2 separate regions of the Mus musculus genome follow, and region 2 is linked to region 1. The links are chromatin contacts, called in public HiChIP or PLAC-seq maps. All regions are on one chromosome and are shown on one strand. The core of a region is the stretch at or near the end of the contact, and the rest is flanking DNA. Distances in the headings are between cores, read along the strand shown. Region 1 overlaps Mad1l1 (MAD1 mitotic arrest deficient 1-like 1). Region 2 holds the start of Mad1l1 (MAD1 mitotic arrest deficient 1-like 1).

Region 1 (4,906 bases), core at 1,424-3,923:
TGTATTTGGAGGGATGAGCTGGCTGCCTTGCATAGAAACTAAAAGCTGGCCTCTCTGGATGTGTCCCATGTAGGAGACCCATTGCATTCAGCAGCAAGTTGCCTGGTAGCTAGCACTGGTTATGTAGCCTCATGTACCCCATGTCTCTCTCCAGGCTGAAATGAAAGTGCAGGGAGAGTTCAGCTTAAGACACCTCTCTCCCTTTACCAAGAAGTAGCATCTCAGGTACTTCCCCAGGTTCCAGTGGGCTTAGAGCTAAGCTGAATAGTGGCCTCCATTCAGACTTCCTATTGCTGTCTCAGAGTTACCTCTTAGAGACATGAGACATCTGCCTGGAGTGGGCTTTGGAGAGATGGTGACAGCCTGAGAGCCCTCCAGAGCCCTGGGCCTGGTACCATCCTACCATCTGTGTACTTGGCCCAGTTGGAGACTGGTATGTATCAAGCATTGAATGATGAGACTACTCAGGCATAGGTATATGGATGAGCATGCTCACACTGGTGCCCAGCAACAGCTTTATTAATTGGAACCGCTGGCAGGAAGGGCAAGGTGCCGAACCACTCAAACCACAGTGCACCGTTCCCAATGGGAGGTTGTGTCTTGCTGAGAAGGCAGCCACAGCATCCTTAGAATGGAATCACAATGATGCTTTAGGGCAAAGAGGAAAGCTGGTGGAGTCTATAGATAAGAGACACAGGAGGAGGAGCTCAGGGCTGGGCTGCACAGGGCCAGTGAGTACCTGTGGGCAGTTTTCTTGGAAGGGCATCCCTGGTTCTGCTTCAGATTAGATTTGTGCTTTCTTGAGCTGTCAGAGAGCTCTGGTCTTGAAGTGTTGGGGCTCCTCTTGCTGGGGGGGGGGTGTCAGCCACCCTCCTTTTTCCTGCTATCTCTAGCAGACAGTCTCCTGCAGTTCTGAGGGATATTCATCTCAATCACACGTGAGAGGTCACCTCTCTAAACACGATCAAAATCTGCTGCTGTGAGAGCCACTCCATTGAGTTGCCTCTAGCCAGACTAGTCAGAAAGATGAAGCCCAAATACCAGGGATGACAGAAGCGGCTGTTATTTCTTCTCTGCCTTTTCTTCTTAATTGGCAAGCATACTACAAGTGGAGCTGCATCCCCAGACCCCTCACCCAACTTTAAGCTGTGTCTTCTGCTGTATGAGTTCTTCATGTATTCTGCATACTCAACTACTATCAGAGCTCTGCCTCAGCAAAGCTATAGCTCACCCAGCAGACTGTTCCCACTCCTGTATTCTTAGCATTCAGAGCTGTGCTGTGACAAGGCCCTTGGCATCTCCTTTTGTTGCTGCACTCTGTTGGCACAGCTTAGACACTGTTGCCTGATCCAAAGCTAGGAAGGTTCAGTCCTGGGTTCTCACCCATATGTCTTTTATTTCATCTTCCTTTGCCTGTATCTTCCTTCCGTCTCATGTTTTGATTCTGATCCACTTTGAGTTGGTTTTTATTGTGGCATGAGTTAGGGCTCAAACCCTGTTCCTGTGTGCGCATATCCACTTGTCTCAATCCTGCCCCCTTCTGAGACTCCTCTTCTACCTGGTAGTCATGGCCACCTCATTGAAAACCAGCTGGCTGTGCCAGTTTGTGTTCAGTGCTGAACTCAGTTCCAGTTCCGCCTGTGGGTCCTTCCTTATGCCACCACCTAAGTTCTTGTCTTTCTTATCCTTTGCTCTTAGGTTGATATGAGCATTCTGCCTGTGTGTCCCCACCCTCATAATGCATTGTTTAGATCTTGGTTGTCATCATCACAGGATGTGGACTCACCTAGGAGACATACCTCTGTGTACATCTGAGCGGGTTTCTAGATTGGGTTAGCTCAGGTAGGAAGACCATCCAAGTGTGCACAGCACACTCCCTAGGCTGAGGTCTTGGACTGAATGAAGAGGAGGAAGTGAGCTGAGCCCAGCACCCACCCCTTTGTGTTATGCCTGTGGCTGCAGTGTGAGCAACCTCCTCACACTCCTGTGTGTTCCTACCACCACCCAGCACCCCCACCCCTGCCTGCCATGCCTTCTCCACCGTGGTGGGTGGGCTGCACCCTCAGACTGTGAGCTGGGGTAAACCCTTCCTTCGGCTGCTTTCTGTCAGGTGTTTTGTTGCAGCATGGAGAAAAACAACCACTGCACCCCATCAAGATCATCTTGACTATTCAGAGCACCTTGCAATTCCATGGGAATTTTAGCATAAGCATGGGGGGTGGGGTGGGGGGAAAACCAGTTTTGCAAGAAAGCCCTTTGAAGTTGTTGGGTTTTGCTGTGCTGAGGAATCCAACCCAGTTCTGAGCGTGCACTCTCCTGAGCCACACCTCCAGCCAGTGTTCACAGTTTTCATAGAGCTGCATCTATTCTGTTGACCACTTTGGAGGTTTGACCCAGCCACCAGGGACCCAAGCATCATCTGCACCAAGGCTTCCTATACCAGGCTGGCTCAAGCTTAGACTCCAAGAATTCCACAGACGCAGCATTCACCCCACTTCTTGCGGCTTCCTACTGTTTCGTGTCCACACCTTCCAGGCCTGACCTGGCCCAAGCAGAGACGCCAGAGTCTTTGCTTCAACCCAGCTGTTAGAGCAGGGAGGCTGCTGGTGTCCCTTCTCCACTCTGAGTCAGAGATTGCAGGAACTGTCCTCAGCATGTGTTACCTCTGGAGAATGGCCTGGCGGTGGGCGTGTCAGCTTCTGCAGAGCGGAAGTCATTTGCATTTACTCTCCTTCAGCCTCTGCCCACCTGTGTCAATCAGAGCAGACCCTGACAGAAAGAAGTTAGGGCCCTGGGACAAAGGAGGAGTGCAGTGTGTGTCCTTGTCTGTGTGATCAGGGCACAGCAACATGAAGTGTATTAATGCTTAGAAAGCAAAGGCTGGTGCTAGGCTCTGCCCTGCATTTTCTGTAAGTGCCTTTTGTACTTTTGAGACATGGTCTCATGAGCCCAGGTTAGCCTTAAACTCATGATGTAGCTGATGCTTGTTCTTTCATCTACCACTCTAGGGCTGGGGTTACCCCATGTACCACTAGGCCCCGCGTACACCTGCCTTTTTAGTGGCTACTACTTGAGCAGACGGCATAGGAGTGTGGGGCGGGGAGAGGAGGTGAAAGGGGTCTCCCTCCCAGTGTAGCAGCAGGACCAGCATTTAGGAGTTTGGTCTGATAGATTTGTTGGTCACTGACACACGGTGTAGTTTCTTTCTGTGGCAGCCTGTGATGGGGCTGTTAGGATGGAAGAAGACAGGTCCAGAAAATCTCTGTCATTTGCCTAGGTCAGCGGCAGTCTGGGACTTTCACATTCCCTGCCCTGATTTAGAGTGTATCCTGGCTCATCCATCCCCACCTTAGGGACAGGAATGTCCATGCTATCCCTCCAGCCAGGCCTGGGGCACCCTCCCTGCTCTGTGATCCTGCAATCTAGTTGGTATACATTATGGTGAACAGCATTGGAATGGGAGCCTGGAAGTGGAGGGCCTCAACTTTTACCTACAGTTTAAATAACCAGGTAAATACTTGCTCCTGAGGACCACAAAGTCTTGGTGGGCAGTGGGCAGCAGGCAGCATCCCCATCTTTACCTCCAGTACATATGAGCATAGCCTCCTGCTGAGAGATACATGCTGTCCTCTCCACAACCTGGCTTCAGGTCACACCTGGGTGTAGAGAGTGTCAGGGCACAGTCAGCACTAGCTGACCTGCCAGAAAGTGCCAAAGGGGAGAATATTCACATGCCTGCCAGTCTTGGAGAGTGGAGTGGGCAGAATCAGCTTCTCTAGGACATTCAGTTTGAAAAAAACAGGAGGCGGGGCAGCAGCAGGTGGTGAAGCAACCCCCACCCAGCCTGCACAGGGCTCCTCTTCACCTCATCCCCCCTCACTTGGCAGGCATGTGCTTGGGGCCCCACTGCTCAGCTGCAGATGAGCCCTCCAAAAAGCACTTTGTGTGTAAAATCCTTTTAGCAGGATGAGTTTGGAATCTGGCCCATGGTTTGAGGCATTTGGCAGGGTCCCTGAAGACGCAATCCAATTAGTCCCATGTTTTCTTGTTTTTATAACTGACTCTAGACCCAGGTTTTCTTCAGTGAAGTAGAAAATAGATAGGTACAGGCTACAACATTCACGCACAACCAAATTTCTATTTCCTTCATCTCATGTCTACCAATCCAAAACATGAGTCAGCTCCTATTGGCTGTAAGGGAGCAGATGCTCACAAAAGAGAGGGCAGGACTTACCTCATGAGGCTACGGGTCCTGGAGCCTGAAACCAGGCGATGTGGTTATATTGGATACATGTGGTAGAGATAGGAAATGAGTGTATGGGTGTATACAGGTTTACAGTGGTTGTCATTACTGGGGAGGTCTTGAGAAAGGGATGGTGTTGGTAGTAGAGCCCCCGCCTAGAATCCCCCAGTGAGGGGCTGGGGCATGGCTCAGTGGTAGAGCACCTTCCTAGAATCCCCCAGTGAGGGGCTGGGGCGTGGCTCAGTGGTAGAGCCCCTGCCTCGAATCCCCCAGGGAGGGGCTGGGGCGTGGCTCAGTGGTAGAGCACCTTCCTAGAATCCCCCAGTGAGGGTCTGGGGCGTGGCTCAGTGGTAGAGCCCCTGCCTAGAATCCCCCAGTGAGGGGCTGGGGGTGTGGCTCAGTGGTAGAGCCCCTGCCTAGAATCCCCCAGGGAGGTGTTGGGGGTGTGGCTCAGTGGTAGAGCATTAGGTTCCATCCCAACACTGCAAATAGTAAAAACAAAGGCTGCTTGCTATACCAATCCTACAGGAAGAGTCATCCGTGTGCTTGAAGAGCTAGGTTTGAAATGTCTCTGGATCAGAAACCCACTGTGAGTTTGTGGTGCCAACCATAGTCTTATGCTGTGGGTCAAGGGAGAAGAGGCAAAAGTGGGAAGCAGTGCTG
Region 2 (4,906 bases), core at 1,463-3,962, 200 kb before region 1:
ACAAGAGTTCAAGGCCAGGCGGGGCAACTTAACGCGACTCTGCCAAATTAAGATAAGAGAAATTCTGGGAATGCTCCAGCCTTGCAAACAAACAAAAAGCAAGGAACAAGAAAATCCTCAGCTGAGGAAAGTGATACACTTCATTAGTCCTAACACCAGGGAGGCAGAGGCAGGGGGATCTCTGTGAGTTCAAGGTCAGTCTGGTCTATATAGTTCCCCGACAACCAGGGCTTCATAATGAGACTATTGAAAACATCAAAGCCAACCAAACAACAATAAAACCTCAACCCCCCCCCCCCCATAGCTAGGCACGGTGGCACTTTGCTGTCCCTGTGTTAAGAGAGTAAGTGTCACAGGCTGGGTCCCAACAAGCCAGACTTGGCCACTCCTCCTCAATAATTTCAAAGAGACAAGTTGATAGCAAATCAGAAAAAGGGACTTTATTCAGTGTGGCCTCACTGGGAAGAGGGACTCAAAGCTGCATCCAGGGTGTCCCTAGGTCCCAGTGTCAGGGGCCTAGCTAGGGTTGAAGTCAAAGGTTGAAGAGAAGGCAGAAGGAAGCTGTCTTGGTTGCCCAGTCTCATCAGTGTCTCAGCACTAAGTCTGTCCTCACCTTCAGCTGACAAATGAGGAGTTCTTCCTGCGTCTGCCCCCTGGGGAGGCTATCCTTAGGAGGAGTCTCGGGCCCTTTGATTCAATAGTCTGATAACCAATGGTCAGTAGAGGGCCAGGGCCGTTTTGCCTGTGCTCAGATGGCTGATGGGTTGCTGTGAGGTCCGGGCCAACCTAGGCTACAGGGTAAGACTCTGTTTCTCGGTTTGAACCCAAAACACAACATTCATCTCAAAAGGGATGAGAGAAATTTTTATCTTTATTTGTTTTGAAAGATTTATTTATTTTATGTGAGTATACTGTTGCTGTCTTCAGACACATTACAGACAGATTACAGCTGGTTGTGAGCCACCATGTGGTTGTGGGGAATTGAACTCAGAATCTCTGGGAGAGCAGTCAGTGCTCTTAACGGTTGAGCCATCTCTCCAGTCCATTTTATTATTATTATTATTTTCTTCTAGATCGGGTTTCTCTGTGTAGCCCTGGTTGTCCAGGAACTTGCTTTGTAGCCCAGGCTGGGCTCGAACTCACAGTGATACTCTTGCCTCAGCCTCTGAGTGCTGGGATTAAAAACATGTGCCACTACCAACCAACTGGAGGGATTGTTTATTCAAGCCAAAAATGAATGACTATGTCCCATAAATACAGACTTAGGTTACCCTATATTCCACATTCCAGTCTGGAAGCAATGAGGAAGTTTTTATAGTAACAGAACAAAGTCATGAGTCAGGGCACCTTAAAAATACATTGGTGGGGGCCAGGTGGTACACTCCTTTATTCTTAGCACTTGGGAGGCGGGCAGAGGCAGGTGGGTCTCTGTAAGTTTGAGGCTAGCCTTGAGTTCCAGGACAGCCAGGGCTACACAGGGAAACCCTGTCTTAAAAAAACCCCAAACAAGGGGCTAGAGAGATGGCTCAGCCGTTAAGAGTACTGACTGCTCTTCCAAAGGTCCTGAGTTCAAATCCCAGCAACCACATGGTGGCTCACAACCATCCGTAATGAGGTCTGACTCCCTCTTCTGGAGTGTCTGAAGACAGCTATAGTGTACTCAAATGTATTAAATAAATAAATTGTTTATTATTTATTAATATTATTTATTAATATCAATAAATAAAATTATTTAAAAAACCCAAAACAAAAACAACCAAACAACCAAAGCAAACCAAGCCATTGGTGGTGGGCCAGAGAAATGGCTCAGGTTAAGATCACCAGGTTCAGTGCTCAGCACACACATGTTGGCTCACAGACATCTAACTCCCGTTCCAGAGGCTCTGCTGACCTCATCTGGTCTCTATGGACATCATGCATGCACATGAAACACCCATACACAAAATAAAATAATAAAACATAAAAAACCGGCCTGTTGGAAGATTTAAGTAGGCAGTTACACCAAAGAGAAATACCAGCTATATGCTTCTGATGCTGTCCGGGGGATTTTGGTTGGTAGAAACCGGGTTTTAATTTATTCCAAGAGGTTTTTATTCATTAGTCACAACACGTTAGAGCTGACGCAGAGGCAGGAAAGCAACGGGTAGGAAGGAGGCTAAAGACATAGCCCCTAGACAAATTTCATCAGGCTCTGGACCCGCAACGTGAAGGACTTCTTCCCAGGACTTCTCATTCACAAAAGAAAGAAAGTGAAACAAGCTAACCAATCAAAACAGTGCCCAAACAAAACAACCTGTGTATACAAAGTGGCAAGATTCAGAGGCAACGCAACTTTCCAAAACTTTGTTCCCTTTCCGAGCGTGCCCAGCAGTTGTGCGGCAAGCCTTTAATTCCAGGGAGGCAGAGGCAGGCACGGGTGGATCTTTGTGAGTTCGAGGCTACACAGAGAAACATTGTCTCAAAAACAAAAACAAACAAACCTTTCCTCCTGCGCGGTGCTATTCCATACATTACGGCGCACCCCGGGGCAGTGGAAGAGCGCCCTGCGGGACAGGCAGCCGGGCCCAGTTTGGTTCCGGGTCCCCTGGCGGGACTGCGGTTTGTTCTCAGGCTACGCCCGTGGAGCACATATTTAATTCTTTACGGGCCGTTTTCTCAGATCTCGCGAGACCCCGGCGGAAGTCTCGCGATATATAGACACCGGCGGAGAGGAGGGAGATCTGAGCGGCTGCTGCAGCACCGGGCTCCTCAACTGAGGTAAGGGACCCGGTGGCGGGATCTGCGAGCGCCCCAGGCGCCTCGCGCCCTGCCCGACCGTAACGAGGCCACGGGAGGGAGCTGTCTGCTGCCATCGACACGCATGCATTCTGAGTCGGTCCTGTCGCGCGCCTTCCCTTTGCCGGGTCCCCCGTGTCTCCCTCCCGGGGCCGCTCTGGACGGTCTCCCACCCCGGTGTCCCGCTGCAGAGCCTGGGGTGGCGGGCCTGGACCGGGACCGGGACGGGGGCGGGGGCGGAGGGGACAGCGTGGCCCACTGTGGGCTGAAGGGCTCCCGGGGTTGGAGTCGGTTATTTTGTAGGTCCCAGGGATCGAACTCAGGTTGACCAGTCTTGGTGGCAAGCCCCGGTGAGCGCTGAGTCGCATGTCAGGCCCACTGTGTGTGTGTGTGTGTGTGTGTGTGTGTCTGTCTGTCTGTCTGTCTGTCTGTTTGTTTTTGGCAGTACTGTTGATTGACCAAGGAACTTATGCATTCTACCACTGAGCTATGTCCCCAGTCCTTTTAAAAATTAATTAATCGGCTAATTAATTGATTTGTGTGTGTTTGCATATATATACCAGGCTTCCTGTCGAGGTTGGAGGATAACTTAATTCTCTTCTTCTTCCATATGGGTCCTAAAGATGGAACCTTGCTTGTCTTGTCTTGCCCTAAAGTGCCTTTACAGATTGAGTTGTTTTCAGTCCCCATTCTCGCAGAGCAGTACGCTAAGCAGTCACCTACTCTGCTGCCTCCTCAGCCCAATCCTTACTTTTTCTTCTTAATTTTTATTCTGTGATGGGGCTTCCCAAGTTTTCCGGGCTGATCTTGAACTTGCCACCAGCCCTTGAATTTGTCTCAGCCTTCTGAGTACCTGGGATGACAGACCTGTGTCACCAAGTGCTAGGTTCTCAGGCTGTCCCTTGGCTGAAACCAGAAAGAAGGTGTGTGTGTCCCTGTTAACTCAGGAGCCATCCAGAGCAGCTGGTGTCCTGGAAAGTCTGCTGTCTGGAAGTTCAGGGTTCTTGTGGAGAGGGTACAACTTGAGGTGGCGCTTTAGTTACCTGTGTGGTGTCGTGGCTTCTGAAACCGCAGCCCTTCATTCTTGTGTGTTAATGGCAGAGTTCTTGTGTTGGTCCGAAGAGGGAGGACAGAAAGTGTGTCTTGGTGAGCAAAGGCCCACTTCTCCCACTGTGCCTGTTGTCCACCTGGCCACTAGCTTCGCTTTGTCATATGTGTAATTGGGGTGCACACCACGGTTCTTGTAAGTGGGAAATTCAGAAGAAATTTCTGCAAAGTTACCCCCCCCCCCCACACACACCCGTTTTGAGATTGGGTCTAGCTGTATTTTTAGGTTTTTGTATAACCCAGGCTGGCCCATGACTTGTGATCTTGCCTCAGCCCCTCACATACATTCCTCTTCTCAAGGACCTTTCTCCAACTGAGAAATGCTTAGACTCCTGTACTGGCTGGTTTTGTGTGTCAGCTTAACACAGCTGGAGTTATCACAGAGAAAGGAGCTTCAGGTGAGGAAATGCCTCTGTGAGATCCACTGTGGGGCATTTTCTCAATTAGTGACCAAGGGGGGAGGGCCCGTTGTGGGTAGTGCCATACTGGACTGGTGGTCTTGGGTTCTATAAGAAAGCAAGCTGAGCAAGCCAGGGGAAGCAAGCCAGTAAGTCACATTCCCTCCATGGCCTCTGCATCAGCTCCTGCTTCCTGACCTGCTTGAGTTCCAGTCCTGACTTCCTTTAGTGATGAACACATGTTTGGAGGTGTAAGCTGAATAAACCCTTTCCTCCCCAACTTGCTTCTTGGTCATGATGTTTTGTGCAGGAATAGAAACCCTGACTAAGACAACTTCTTTGCTGCAGACTCTCTCCAACACCTTACCTGGTCTTTCAGTCTAACCTGGCGTGACATATATTCAGCCTCTCCATTCTGTCCCCAGTGGGTTGTGAAGGAGTTTAGACAGCTACTGAGGCAGTGCAGACTCCTTCCATACAGCCCCACTGGTTCACTCACTGTCCCCTGGGCTGACTCTAACTGGAAGTTGTAGGACAGCTCAGGTGACCTCCAAGAGAAAGGTTATGGGGTTACTCAACTCTCAATAGAAGACTGAAGAGGCTTGGGGTCCCCTGCCTACCACCAT

What was found. HiChIP or PLAC-seq counts read pairs in DNA pulled down with a chosen protein or histone mark.
Region 2: an H3K4me3 HiChIP or PLAC-seq map of embryonic stem cells shows a contact between it and region 1, with 17 read pairs. The contact joins the promoter of Mad1l1 here to the enhancer-like site in region 1. A contact is called at or near these places in 4 of 39 promoter capture datasets (the 3T3-L1 cell line, the C10 cell line, liver and 1 more), 9 of 115 datasets of contacts at active chromatin or transcription factors (the SCID.adh cell line, bone marrow-derived macrophages, double positive thymocytes and 6 more) and 2 of 9 other capture datasets (embryonic stem cells and pancreatic islet).

Annotation. Positions count from the first base shown.
Region 1 is chr5:140,121,203-140,126,108 of GRCm38.p6, reverse strand. All of the region lies in intron 13 of Mad1l1 (MAD1 mitotic arrest deficient 1-like 1), which reads left to right. Among named protein-coding and RNA genes, the nearest start is that of Gm30492, 28 kb to the right of the region's middle. Within about 2 kb of position 2,673, at least 36 of the 459 cell types and tissues checked have an H3K27ac peak or open chromatin away from gene starts, as enhancers often do. A contact at or near this core is called in embryonic stem cells, where this site is marked.
Region 2 is chr5:140,319,358-140,324,263 of GRCm38.p6, reverse strand. Mad1l1 (MAD1 mitotic arrest deficient 1-like 1) reads left to right here and starts at 2,712. Exons shown (of 18, transcript NM_010752.3): 1 at 2,712-2,757. It also overlaps a transcript of Nudt1 not described here.